3 separate regions of the Sus scrofa genome follow, and regions 2 and 3 are each linked to region 1. Evidence: chromatin contacts called from public HiChIP or PLAC-seq and promoter capture Hi-C data. All regions are on one chromosome and are shown on one strand. Each heading gives the region's core, a stretch centred on a gene start, on an enhancer-like site or on the middle of the called end of the contact. The rest is flanking DNA. Distances are from core to core; before and after follow the strand shown. Region 1 holds the start of XRN1 (5'-3' exoribonuclease 1). Region 2 holds the start of TFDP2 (transcription factor Dp-2). Region 3 holds the start of GK5 (putative glycerol kinase 5).

What was found. Promoter capture Hi-C pulls out the DNA fragments that hold promoters and counts their contacts. HiChIP or PLAC-seq counts read pairs in DNA pulled down with a chosen protein or histone mark.
Region 2: a promoter capture Hi-C map of fetal liver shows a contact between it and region 1, with 3 times the contacts expected there. The contact joins the promoter of TFDP2 here to the promoter of XRN1 in region 1. A contact is called at or near these places in 3 of 5 promoter capture datasets (fetal liver, fetal skeletal muscle and liver), 1 of 47 Hi-C or Micro-C datasets (heart right ventricle) and 2 of 2 datasets of contacts at active chromatin or transcription factors (alveolar macrophages and skeletal muscle).
Region 3: a contact with region 1 is called in an H3K27ac HiChIP or PLAC-seq map of alveolar macrophages. The contact joins the promoter of GK5 here to the promoter of XRN1 in region 1. A contact is called at or near these places in 1 of 5 promoter capture datasets (fetal liver), 2 of 47 Hi-C or Micro-C datasets (fetal liver and liver) and 2 of 2 datasets of contacts at active chromatin or transcription factors (alveolar macrophages and skeletal muscle).

What each region holds. Positions count from the first base shown.
Region 1 is chr13:83,172,860-83,176,356 of Sscrofa11.1, reverse strand. It overlaps XRN1 (5'-3' exoribonuclease 1), which reads left to right and starts at 1,860. Exons shown (of 44, transcript XM_005669915.3): 1 at 1,860-2,029. The coding sequence starts at 1,955. It overlaps ATR (serine/threonine-protein kinase ATR), which reads left to right. Exons shown (of 47, transcript XM_021069571.1): 47 at 301-842. The coding sequence ends at 474.
Region 2 is chr13:82,936,048-82,939,544 of Sscrofa11.1, reverse strand. TFDP2 (transcription factor Dp-2) reads left to right here and starts at 1,864. Exons shown (of 11, transcript XM_021069559.1): 1 at 1,864-1,931.
Region 3 is chr13:83,034,000-83,037,496 of Sscrofa11.1, reverse strand. GK5 (putative glycerol kinase 5) reads left to right here and starts at 1,908. Exons shown (of 16, transcript XM_003483257.4): 1 at 1,908-2,210. The coding sequence starts at 2,049.

The sequences.
Region 1 (3,497 bases), core at 611-3,110:
TTTATATTATTATTTTTCTAGATTTCTAATGTGTAAGAGATTCCCTGCTATTTCACATAGTCCTGAAAAATGTCCAAACAGTTTATGTTAGATTAACATTGTAAGCCTCAGAAATCAGTATCTCAAGTTATTGTATTTGCTTCATTTCTTCTCTTTTGTCTGTATTTGCTCTTACAAAAGGGGTAATGATCAGTAAAATAGCATTGACATTTATTAAATCACAGAAAGGCAGTAATTCCAGTTCATAAACATCCATATATCATTAAGTCCTAATCCTTATGATTTTCAATTTCTTTTTAGGCTAAGACCCATGTACTTGACATCGAGCAGCGACTGCAAGGTGTAATCAAGACCCGAAATAGAGTGACAGGGTTGCCATTATCTATCGAAGGACATGTGCATTATCTTATACAAGAAGCTACTGATGAAAACTTACTATGCCAAATGTACCTTGGTTGGACCCCATATATGTGAAATGGAATTACTCCAAAGACTCTGTTAATAATCTAAATGTAATGTATTTGGTATTAATTTGTGGTTCTATCTATTCACTTCTAAAGTACAACATATGTTTATGTTCTCAGAGTAACTGATATTTCTCCCTGATTGTTAATAATATTTAAAATAATATATGTTAAGAAATAAACTGCTTTCTTAATATGTAGTGTGTATTATAACCAACCAGAGAAATGGAATATCATATGTTCTTATGCTCTGAAAAGATGTATTTGCAAGAAACAAGCCAGCCTAATTTCATTTTACAACTTTCACTGATTTTAAGTACTAGGATAAGGATTCATCTGAACAGCAAAAAATTATATTCAATAAATACTGTAGACAAAGCACTATGGTATATTTATGCACAGAGCTAGGTTCCTTGCTCTCTGGTAACTGTCTAGTTAGAGAGGTATAAATAGCACATCCTTAGGCTCACTTAATAAAACTGTTTTTTTTTTTTGTATAGTTGAAAATGTGGTGGAGGAAAAAAAACACATTAGCCAATTTGCGTGAATATCAAAACTATATAAATATTCTGTAATCTTGAAGATGCTGCCATGCCAAAAGTGTACTGGAATGCAGAATTCAGTGGTTTTGAGAAATAGCAATACTTAAAATTTCATGCGATTCTAAAATCTAAGAACTTTTTAATGTCATTAAATTTGGGGGCTACTATTGCAGAAGATTTTAAATAATTCATAATAATTACAAAGCAGGTTATTACATACAAATAAATGGAGAGCTTTTTATAACAAAGATAATTTCACTTAAATTCACATAGAATGCTGCCTTTTGTTAGAGCTGTAAGTGTGATGGGGAAAATATAGTAACCCAAGAAGTATAAATGTGAAAACTAAACATTACTTTCCTATCAAAGGCCCAATATTAAGAGTGAAGTAGGAAGCTGGGTGGGGGTGGAAGAGAGTTAAATTGTTTTTGGCAAATAACTTAGAAAAATTTTAAAAGAAACTCTGCTGTAGGTTTACAATGCGCGAAGAAAAAACAATTTCCCCTCACAGAAAAAAGTAAACCAAATAAATCACCAGACCTTTCCAAATGTGTGTTGAAAAGTAGTGAGAATGGTAATCGCAGGAGCCCGAAGCAGCCAGCACAAGACAGTGTTAAGCCGTCTCCGGAGGTTTTCACACCCTTCAAATCCACTTAGAGAGCGATCAACTGACGTTTTCAGAACTAAATTTAACACAAACGCTCAAAACCGCTTCCGCTTGCTTAGAGGTAACTACGCTAGCGGGGCGACGGCGGGTTAGAGCCGAGATAGACCCCGCCCCGGGATGCGGCCCGAATCCGGCCGCTCTAGCCACGGCGGGCGCTCTCTATGGTCGGGCGGGCGGTGTGTTGTCATCCGCGGAGCGACGGCCCGGAGGCGGCGGCGTAGGCCACGGCGGGGCGTTTGGTTTCGCTTTGGCCCTGACTGGAGTTAGTATTGACGGTCGAAATGGGAGTCCCTAAGTTTTACCGATGGATCTCTGAGAGATATCCCTGCCTCAGCGAAGTCGTGAAAGAGCATCAGGTGGGTGAGCAAGAGGGCTGTGGCTCGGGATGGCGGAGGACGTGGGGCGCCGCGGCCCTCCCTCCACCCTGGGACCCGGGCTCCCCAGCCTCCTCTTGCTCGTCGTCAGCTGGATGAGTGGCGAAGGGAGGGGAACAGAATGTTTGAGGACGCCCTGATGATCAGAGTGGGGGCGAAGACGCAGGTCGCCTTCCTGTGGGCAGAGTCGCGGGTATCGAGGCGGTTCTGACAGCTCCTGCCGGGGCAGGGCCTGTCGCGATTCCCCTTGATTTTCTCCCCCGGGGGCTGCAGGTTTCGTTTTCTTTATGGAGGTTTCGAAGCAGGAGTGGATGTCTTAGGACCTTCCCCCATCCCCTCCCAAAGCAACAGATCCACGTACAAACAATAATAACCACCTCCGCAGTTGAATCACCTTGTTTACTCAAGACCTGCATCCCGCCCCACCCCCAACGCCTAGACTTTTTTACGTGGCTGATGGTCCATATTTATGATACCTTTTGTTGTTCTTTTTCTATTACCGCAAGGACCATACGGCTCCCCTGTTCCAAAAAATACCTTTGGACGGGGCGGGGGCAGTTATTTGAAAGCTTCATGGCGCGGGGGGCGGGGGGAGACGAGGGGAGAGAGAAAGAAACATTGTTAGAGCATTCCTACTAGTAATACTAATATCCAGTGTATAGTGACCCCAGGGCATTGTTTATGTGCCGACTTCAAAAATGTAGTTTATATATTGGGGCTGCAGAAATAAATGGCAAGCAGACATCTATTAGGTAAAGTAGACTTTGGAACTAGTGTTTGGGAGTTTAAGTTTGGATACCTCTCATCCATTTTTTATTTTAAAGGAAAATAACCAGCTTTGAAATTTGTATAGCTAATTGAGTTAGTTGTGATGATAGCATTGTATTAATATGGGGGGAAATAATCCAGTGAACTCTGCTAAATTATTGTTTATTCTTTTTATTTTTATTATTTTTTGTTTATTCTTTTTAAAAAGTACTATAAGCATGAAGGTGGTTTAACTTCCAGAAAGGATTCTTTGTTGTTGGATTCTGATTGACTTGGTATATGAGGAAAAGCTTACCAAAAGTTCAAGAATGGTAGTTTGTCTTTAATTTACTCAAAACATGAGCTGAGTTAAATTTAGGGAAACATTTCTTTCCAAAAAAGAGGATAAAAGTGGTGACACCTGAATTGGGTTTTTTCCCTAGATCTTTCACTCAACAAATATTTGAGTACGTGCCATGCGTATCACTTTATCTCTAAGCTTAAAAAGTGTGTTTGCTATTAAGACTGACTTGATAGTACATAATCTCAGTAATATTTTTACTCTGTACTCTTTGGCACAGAATTTGGTTTGGTGTAAGGATCTTGGATTTTCTCTGTCTTGAAGCATTTTGTTACTGACAAAAATAAGTTAATTTTGTGATGTGAACATTAACAATAGGTTTAAAACTTGGTTCATTAAAGG
Region 2 (3,497 bases), core at 615-3,114, 240 kb after region 1:
TTCAAAACCAAGCTGTTCCTTATTCTGAATTTCTTGGCCTGCTGTGAAACTAGCATTTAGTGTCTTTTACAGCATACCCTGATTAGGTCATGGAAATTCACAGCTAGATCAAACCAGTATATGGAAAATTTGAAACTTGCACTGCCCATTTTACTTCATGGTTTTGGAAGGTGTTATGAAACATTGACTTTTAAATAATTTTTTTTTCCAAAAGCACTATTCTCAAGTGATCATAATAATTGCAATCATTGGTAGAACCCTTACTATATGCATTATATTGCAAAATCCTCATCTTAACTCTAAAAGAGTAAGTTGAGCCATAGGAAAATTGCCCGATATGAGCAATTTCATATGGTTGAACTTACTATTATGTTCAGATTCTCACCTTAAAAATTTACCAAGAGCTTAGAGAATCCCTGATAACCATAGCCTTACTCTAAAATTTAGCCCTGAGTTGTCTTCACAGATAAAGAGATCTTGGGGTCCAGCTCCTTAAGATTATCTACCACCACCCCTCCCCCATGAGCCCAAGCACTGCTCTGTTTCTCCCGCCACAACTGCTTACACTTTGTACTCTGTGTCTTGCTTACACCTTGTGCTGGGGAGATTTACAATCCATCTCCCCTGCTAGACTGAGCTCCCTGAGGAAAGAAGTTTTGTCTCTTTTGCTCATGTTCATACCTTTGTGCCTAGAGTGTCTGAAAAGTATTGAAGTTGAAACCTTAACAAAATTTCTGTGGAAACTAAACAAAACCTATTGATTTGTTACTGAAAAAATGCAAGGTAATGACTCCATCGGGGCTTTTGCATTTTAGAATCAGTCCAAGGAGACTGCCTTTGGCATTCTTGAACGCCTGACTTTATCTAGGTACAATTATGCAGAAATTATCTCTCCACTCCACCCCAGAGAAAGGTCCAAAGGTACTTTCTCACCTCCCCCACCTCGTTTAGGTATTTATTTAAATGGCACCTTTCCTGCTGCCTTCCCTGGGTACTGTGTTTAAGACAAGCCATCCTTCAAACACCCTCTCTACTAGACTGTTTTCCCCACAGCATGTGTACCAGCATGTAACAGCTAATATCTTGCTTATCTCTTTTGCATATTGTCTTTCCCACCCCACTAAAATGTAAGCTCACATGATTTTCAGATAGGCACACAATTAATAAAATGTATTAATATTGGAAGTGTATTTGGGGATAGGAGCCGTGATTTTCTCTTCAGCTTCTAGTGACCTGGCCTGGTTTGGATCTTATATGCCAGTGATTGAAGGACCCACATCCCGGGGCTCTCTAACCCACTGTCTGAACAATTCACAGGGTATTGCACACTTGGCCTCACACGTGGCCTCAATCACTTGTCCCCATTCTCCTTCACTCTGCTCCCCTGGAGATGACCCATTCGAATGCCTAGGGACGGAGATGTAACCGCCCTAGTTCCCCCTTTTCTAAGGGAGATAGGGTTTTCCTGCTTTAGGCTGAGGGGATGGGGGAGGATGAAAAAGTCAAGATTCCCACCATGGCCAGGGGAGACAGGGGAGGGTGTTTCTATATATTTTAGGCCTCAGGCCTGTAGCCTGCCCTGGAGGGGGCCGGGGAGCCGTGTGGTGGGACCGCTGCGGGGGGCCCACCAGGAACCTCCAGTGAGCTACCCAAGGCCGGTGCAGAGTGCAAGAGACCCCGCTTCCCCACCTGGCGGCCCCCTCCTCTCTTTGGGAAGCCTGGGGGCGGGGTTTGTTTACTCCTTGCACGCACCGCCGGCTTGGCCAATGCGTGGGGAGAGGCGCCTTACGTCACTCATGCCGAAGGCCAATCGGCGCTCACCGTGCTGCTCCGCCGCCAAAGCTCGCGCGGGGGAAGCGGGGCAGTGGCGGGGCCGGGAAAGGGCGGACGAAGCCGCCAGCGCTCTCTGCTGCAGCCGCCGGAGCTGCTCGGTAAGCGGGGCGCGCCCTGACCCTTCCTCTTTGGGCAGGCTCGAGGTCGCGCGCGCGCGCGGTCGGCGTCCCGGGGCCTCGAACTCCAGGGCCTCCACTGGGCAGGCCGCGGATCGCCCACCCTGCCCCGAGTGTAAATCCACCGGGACCTGGCCGCCGCCAAGCGCCGGCGCCACTGGAGCGGCGGCGCCCGAAGACGCGCCCCAGGCTCGAAGAAGAGCCCTGCGTGGCCGCCTTGTCCTCTGCAACCTAGCGGCGGTAAGGTCCAGGGCGAGGGCGCGGGCTCCGTGCCGAGGGCCTCTGGATTCGGCCCGCCGAGTTCCCGGGCAGGTTTCCCTCCATGAGCCTCCGGCCCCCTTGCAACCTCGGGTCCCATCTGTTTATTCCCACGCGTTCTTCCAGGCCTCGCCGAGTAACCCTTAAGGGTCTGGGGAAGAGTCGGAAACTCGAGACTCCCCTACTACCCCACTCCCCCGTACAAATTGGAGTGAGCCACCGTGCCTGAGTCACGCCTCGTGGAAGAGAGGAAAGGCTGCTTTCTCCTCTCTCGGCATCTTCAGGGGAGAAGGATGGCGTTAAGTCTAGGTTTCCGACTTTTCCTCCTTTCATGACCCATAGGCCTCCATCTCTCTCTATCAGGTGTATTTCAGAGTGCCAAAGCCTTTTGCGATTGGAAGAACCTCATCGCCCCCATAAGGGAACTTTTCTCTAAAGTAGAGGATCACTTTTGGGGCCCAGGCTCCTTTGAGAAATTCCAGAGAGCCAAGGTCTCCTCCCCTCTCCACCTTCCAGAAAAGTATAAAGGTTTTTGTAGGATCTTGTAGAGAGACTATGCAGCCAAGTGGGTGAGCTCTCAGCCTCTGCTACCAGCTGGTATTACCTTGCGTGTGGTCTCTTTCTTCATCTGTAAAAGAGTATCCACCTATTCGGGTTGTTGCCGGGAGTAAATGGACTAATAGGTGGAACCCTTTGGAACAAAGCTCATCTCCTATTAAGTGCTCTGCCCTGAATGAGTTAGGCCTTTAATTGACCACCGTGAATGGTGGTTTGTAAAAGGTCCCTCTATTGATGTTTCTCTTTTTTCTGCTGAAACAGTTAACAGGCTCATCATCCCTTTCTGTATTCACTGCTGAAGCTCCTTTTGAGCCTTTGAATACTTTGAATGCTTTTCTCTTCCTCATTCTATCTCTGAGGATTCAGACTCCCTTCCCACTTCTTTACTCTCTTTTTAGTAAGGCATTCCCTCCCTTCTCCGTTCTCCCCCAAATCTTTGTCTTGTGTTTTTTCATTTGACTTCTATAGCCTCATTCCGCCCCCCCGCCCCCCCACCGGGCCACTTTTCTTTTCTCTTATTGGCTTGTAATCATCTTCACCTAGTTGACATAGTTGAGGTTATTCATCTGTCCTCTGTACAAAATTACATAGAATTTAGTTGATTTGATCTTGCATGTTGCTTTTCCATTTCATTGGTTAGCCTATAATTTAGCTAAGCTTTATCACTATCCTGTTACTGTAATAAATCTTTCATGGCAGTGTCCATTCTCAAGTAGCACCCGGAGAAAAATC
Region 3 (3,497 bases), core at 659-3,158, 140 kb after region 1:
TCCTTAAGATTGCAATATAGGAACCCTGCCTGAGTTTCCAGCCCACTGCCCTGCGGAGATTAGACTCAAGACTGTAACATCAGCTCTGAATTTCTAGACTTCCAGCCTGCCCTACCTCTTGACAACCTTCATAAGCATGTGAGGCAGTTTCTTAAAATAAATCTCAATCTTTTTCTCAATCTCTATCCCATTGGTTCTCTTTCTCTGGAGAACTCTGGCCTGTAGATGACCCATTAGTCATTCATTTCAAATTATGATACAGGGTATTAACATAATACAGAGTACATATGACTCAGCCAAACAGTCACCACTGGTGAACAGTCCTGGGGCCAAATGGGACAAATGGACAGAGACAGAGTGCAAAGCTCAAAACCCAAACCAAACAACCCTCCACTCCCACCCCATACTCTTTCAGGTACTTGCTCCAAGCTTCAAGTAACATAACAAAAGAACCCAATTTGGTCAAATTCGCTGAAAGGGAGTTGGTTAACAGACAGTTTTGTCAAAAGAACAATTTGGTTCAAAAGGAATATCCTTTACTTATTAATCAGTATACCACTATTTATTTTATTTTATTATTTTATTTCATTTATTTTTAGGGCTGCATATGGAGGTTCCCAGGCTAGGGGTTGAATCGGAGCTACAATTGCTGGCCTTCACCACAGCCACAGCAAGTCAGGATCCTAGCCGTGACTGTGGCCTATACCACAGCTCACGGCAAATGCTGGATCCTTAACCCACTGAGCCAAGGCAGGGATCCAACCCCAAACCTCATGGTTACTAGTCGGATTCATTTCGCCTACGCTACAACAGGAACTCCAGTATACCACTCTTCACTGTTGAACTTTTTCACAAAAAACGCATATCCATATTACTTTCATAATTTTACAAAAAGGTAATGAATATTTTCAGGTACTGGGTTTTTGGGGGGCTGGAGGTGGAGTGGTGGCTGGAACAGGTCTTGACACCTCCCCACTCCCCACAGATAAGGACTTGGAGCTGGACCACCCCTCAAAAATCCCCTTGGATTCAAAGCTGGTGATCAAAACGGAAGGAAACTCAAAATTACCACATGCGTCCTTCCTGCCCTCTGAGGGGAAGATCTCATGCTTTTGAGGCAGGAAAGGTAAAGGGGCTTTCAGATTCTTGAAAAAGCAATCGTTGGGGTGGAGTTTGACGGTAAAAACAGATGCCTTGCGCTGTGCTCCTTCCTCCGACCAGAGGGCTGCGAAAGGTCTCACTGGTTGAGTGTTATTTCATTTAGCAAGTATTTATTGAGAAGTATTGTGTGTATCTGACCAGGTTTTCTGGGGAGAAGTCTTGGGAAACTCACAGTTTATTAATAAATACCTTTGGCCCAATTTTGTATTTCCTTTTAAGAGTTAAAAGAATAGCAGGCGAAGTTCCCCTAGCGGCTCAGTGGTTAACCAATCTGACTAGCATCCATGAGGACAGAGGTTCAATCCCTGGCCTGACTCAGTGGGTTAAGGATCCGGACTTGCGGTGAGCTGTGATGTAGGTCGCAGGCGCGGCTCCGATCCTGCCGGAGCCTGCGTTGCTGTGGCCTGGGCGGGCAGCTACAGCTACCATTTGACCTACAGCCTGGGAACCTCCATATGCCCGCAGTAGTGGCCATAAAAAGCAAAAACAAACAAAAGAAACGCAGGCACTTCCTGCATGATGCTCGGCATGAGGAGGGAAATCATGAAAATTACCGGCCGGGAAACGCCGAGAGCGGCGGGTGTTTGGAGAACTGGGCCACGTGCGTGAGCTGGGGCTCCAAAGTCCCACCGAAAACACACTCGCCTCTACGCCCCCAGGCGGCCACTCGGCCCGCGCGCGCTCCAGCGAAGGGGCCCTGCGCAGCCGTGACGTCACGGCGTCGGGGCGGGGCCCTCGGCAGGGGCGGGGCCGCTCCCGGAGCTCGCGGAGGGGGCGGGGCGGGCCGGGGGCGGTGGCCCGGTTGGGCGCGCTCCGCTCCTGCGGTGCGAGTGTTTGGAACTAGCCTGCTCGGCTGGCGGCTGCGGTAGAGAGGCGTTCGGGTCGGGATGTCCGAGCTGTCCACCGTTGCAGAGCAGGAACGCCAGGAGCAGAGCGCGCCGGACGGGCGGCGCGCAGGCTTCGTACTGGGGCTGGACGTGGGCAGCTCGGTGATTCGCTGCCACGTCTATGACCGCGCGGCGCGGATCTGCGGTTCCAGCGCGCAGAAGGTGACTGGGGAGCGGGCGTCGGGGCTGCGGGTCAGCGTCGCGCAAGACGCCCGGGATCCGATCGTGGGCGCAGAGAGGGCGGGACCGCCTCATCCGGCCTGGAGGCCGCCACCTGCAGCACCGCCGGCCCTTGGTCTTGATCGGGGCGCCGGGATCGGCCAGGTCACCGCATTCCCTCCTGGGTCAGACTGAAACCCGTGCGCCTTTCCTGTCCCGGCTGAGGACCCTAGGGGCCCGCTTTGTCACCCGGGGCCGCTCACTAGCTTCCTCTCACCTGGGGATTCGCCCCTCTGGCCTTACCTGGGTGAGAATGCGGTGACTCCCGGGGCTGGGCAGGGTAGGGCGGACTGCGCATATCTAGCCAGAGGGTACTTTGTGATTTGCTTGGTTTTTCCTGCACTTCCTTGGTAGACCTCCAACACTGTCTTTATTTACATTTAAAATTTTCAGATCTTGATGGGATTTGACTTTATGTCCGTTCTTCATTTGCCATTATTAACTGTTTCCCAAAGTGCTGAGCAGCTCATTTCCATGGATACGGGAAGTTATTTACTCTTCTGTCCAATACCAACTTCTTTTTATATTAGCAGTGTTAGGGCGAGCAGGAGCTATTACCTAACCCATTCCCAGCAGCACAGAGCTCCCCTTTTGCTGGATTCCCACCCTTCTTCCCACCCCCTTTAGAAGCGGTTTTCTGCCTTAGCAGTTGCCCAGGAGCAGGTCCAGTCAAAACAGTTCTTTGAGCGCTCGTGTTGAGGACTTCCTCATGCTGGTGTCAGAACCGGGACAGGGAGCTGGGACTAGAGCAGCTCCCTGGTCCTTTCTGCGTCCACCTGTGCAGGAAAGGGTGAGTACTGCCCACTCACCCCTACCCCCACCTGAAAGGAGAGACAAAAGGCAGACTCTGTCCTTAGAAACTATGTGCTCCTTATCTTTTTGAGTCTTTATCAGAACACGGTGATACTTTTCACAAGTCTCCCTTATAATTCTGGACACAAAGTACTTTTGTGTTTAGGCAGAGTTTTTTTGTTTGTTTGTTTGTTTGTTTTTTGCTTTTTTAAGGAGTTGGAGTATTTGGAATCAGTATTTGGATACAGAATTTCTGTTAGAAGAAATTTGTTAGAAGAAAACAAAGTTTCATAGTTGCTGTATAGTTTGGGGGAATCATTCTATTTTTTTCTTCTTTCTTTCAAGAAATTAGGTAAGGATTTCAAAGGTAAATCAAGATTGCTGTGAGTAGCAGGAGACTAGAGTGGTTTGCTCAGGCTGAACTGTGGAGGTGTCTGG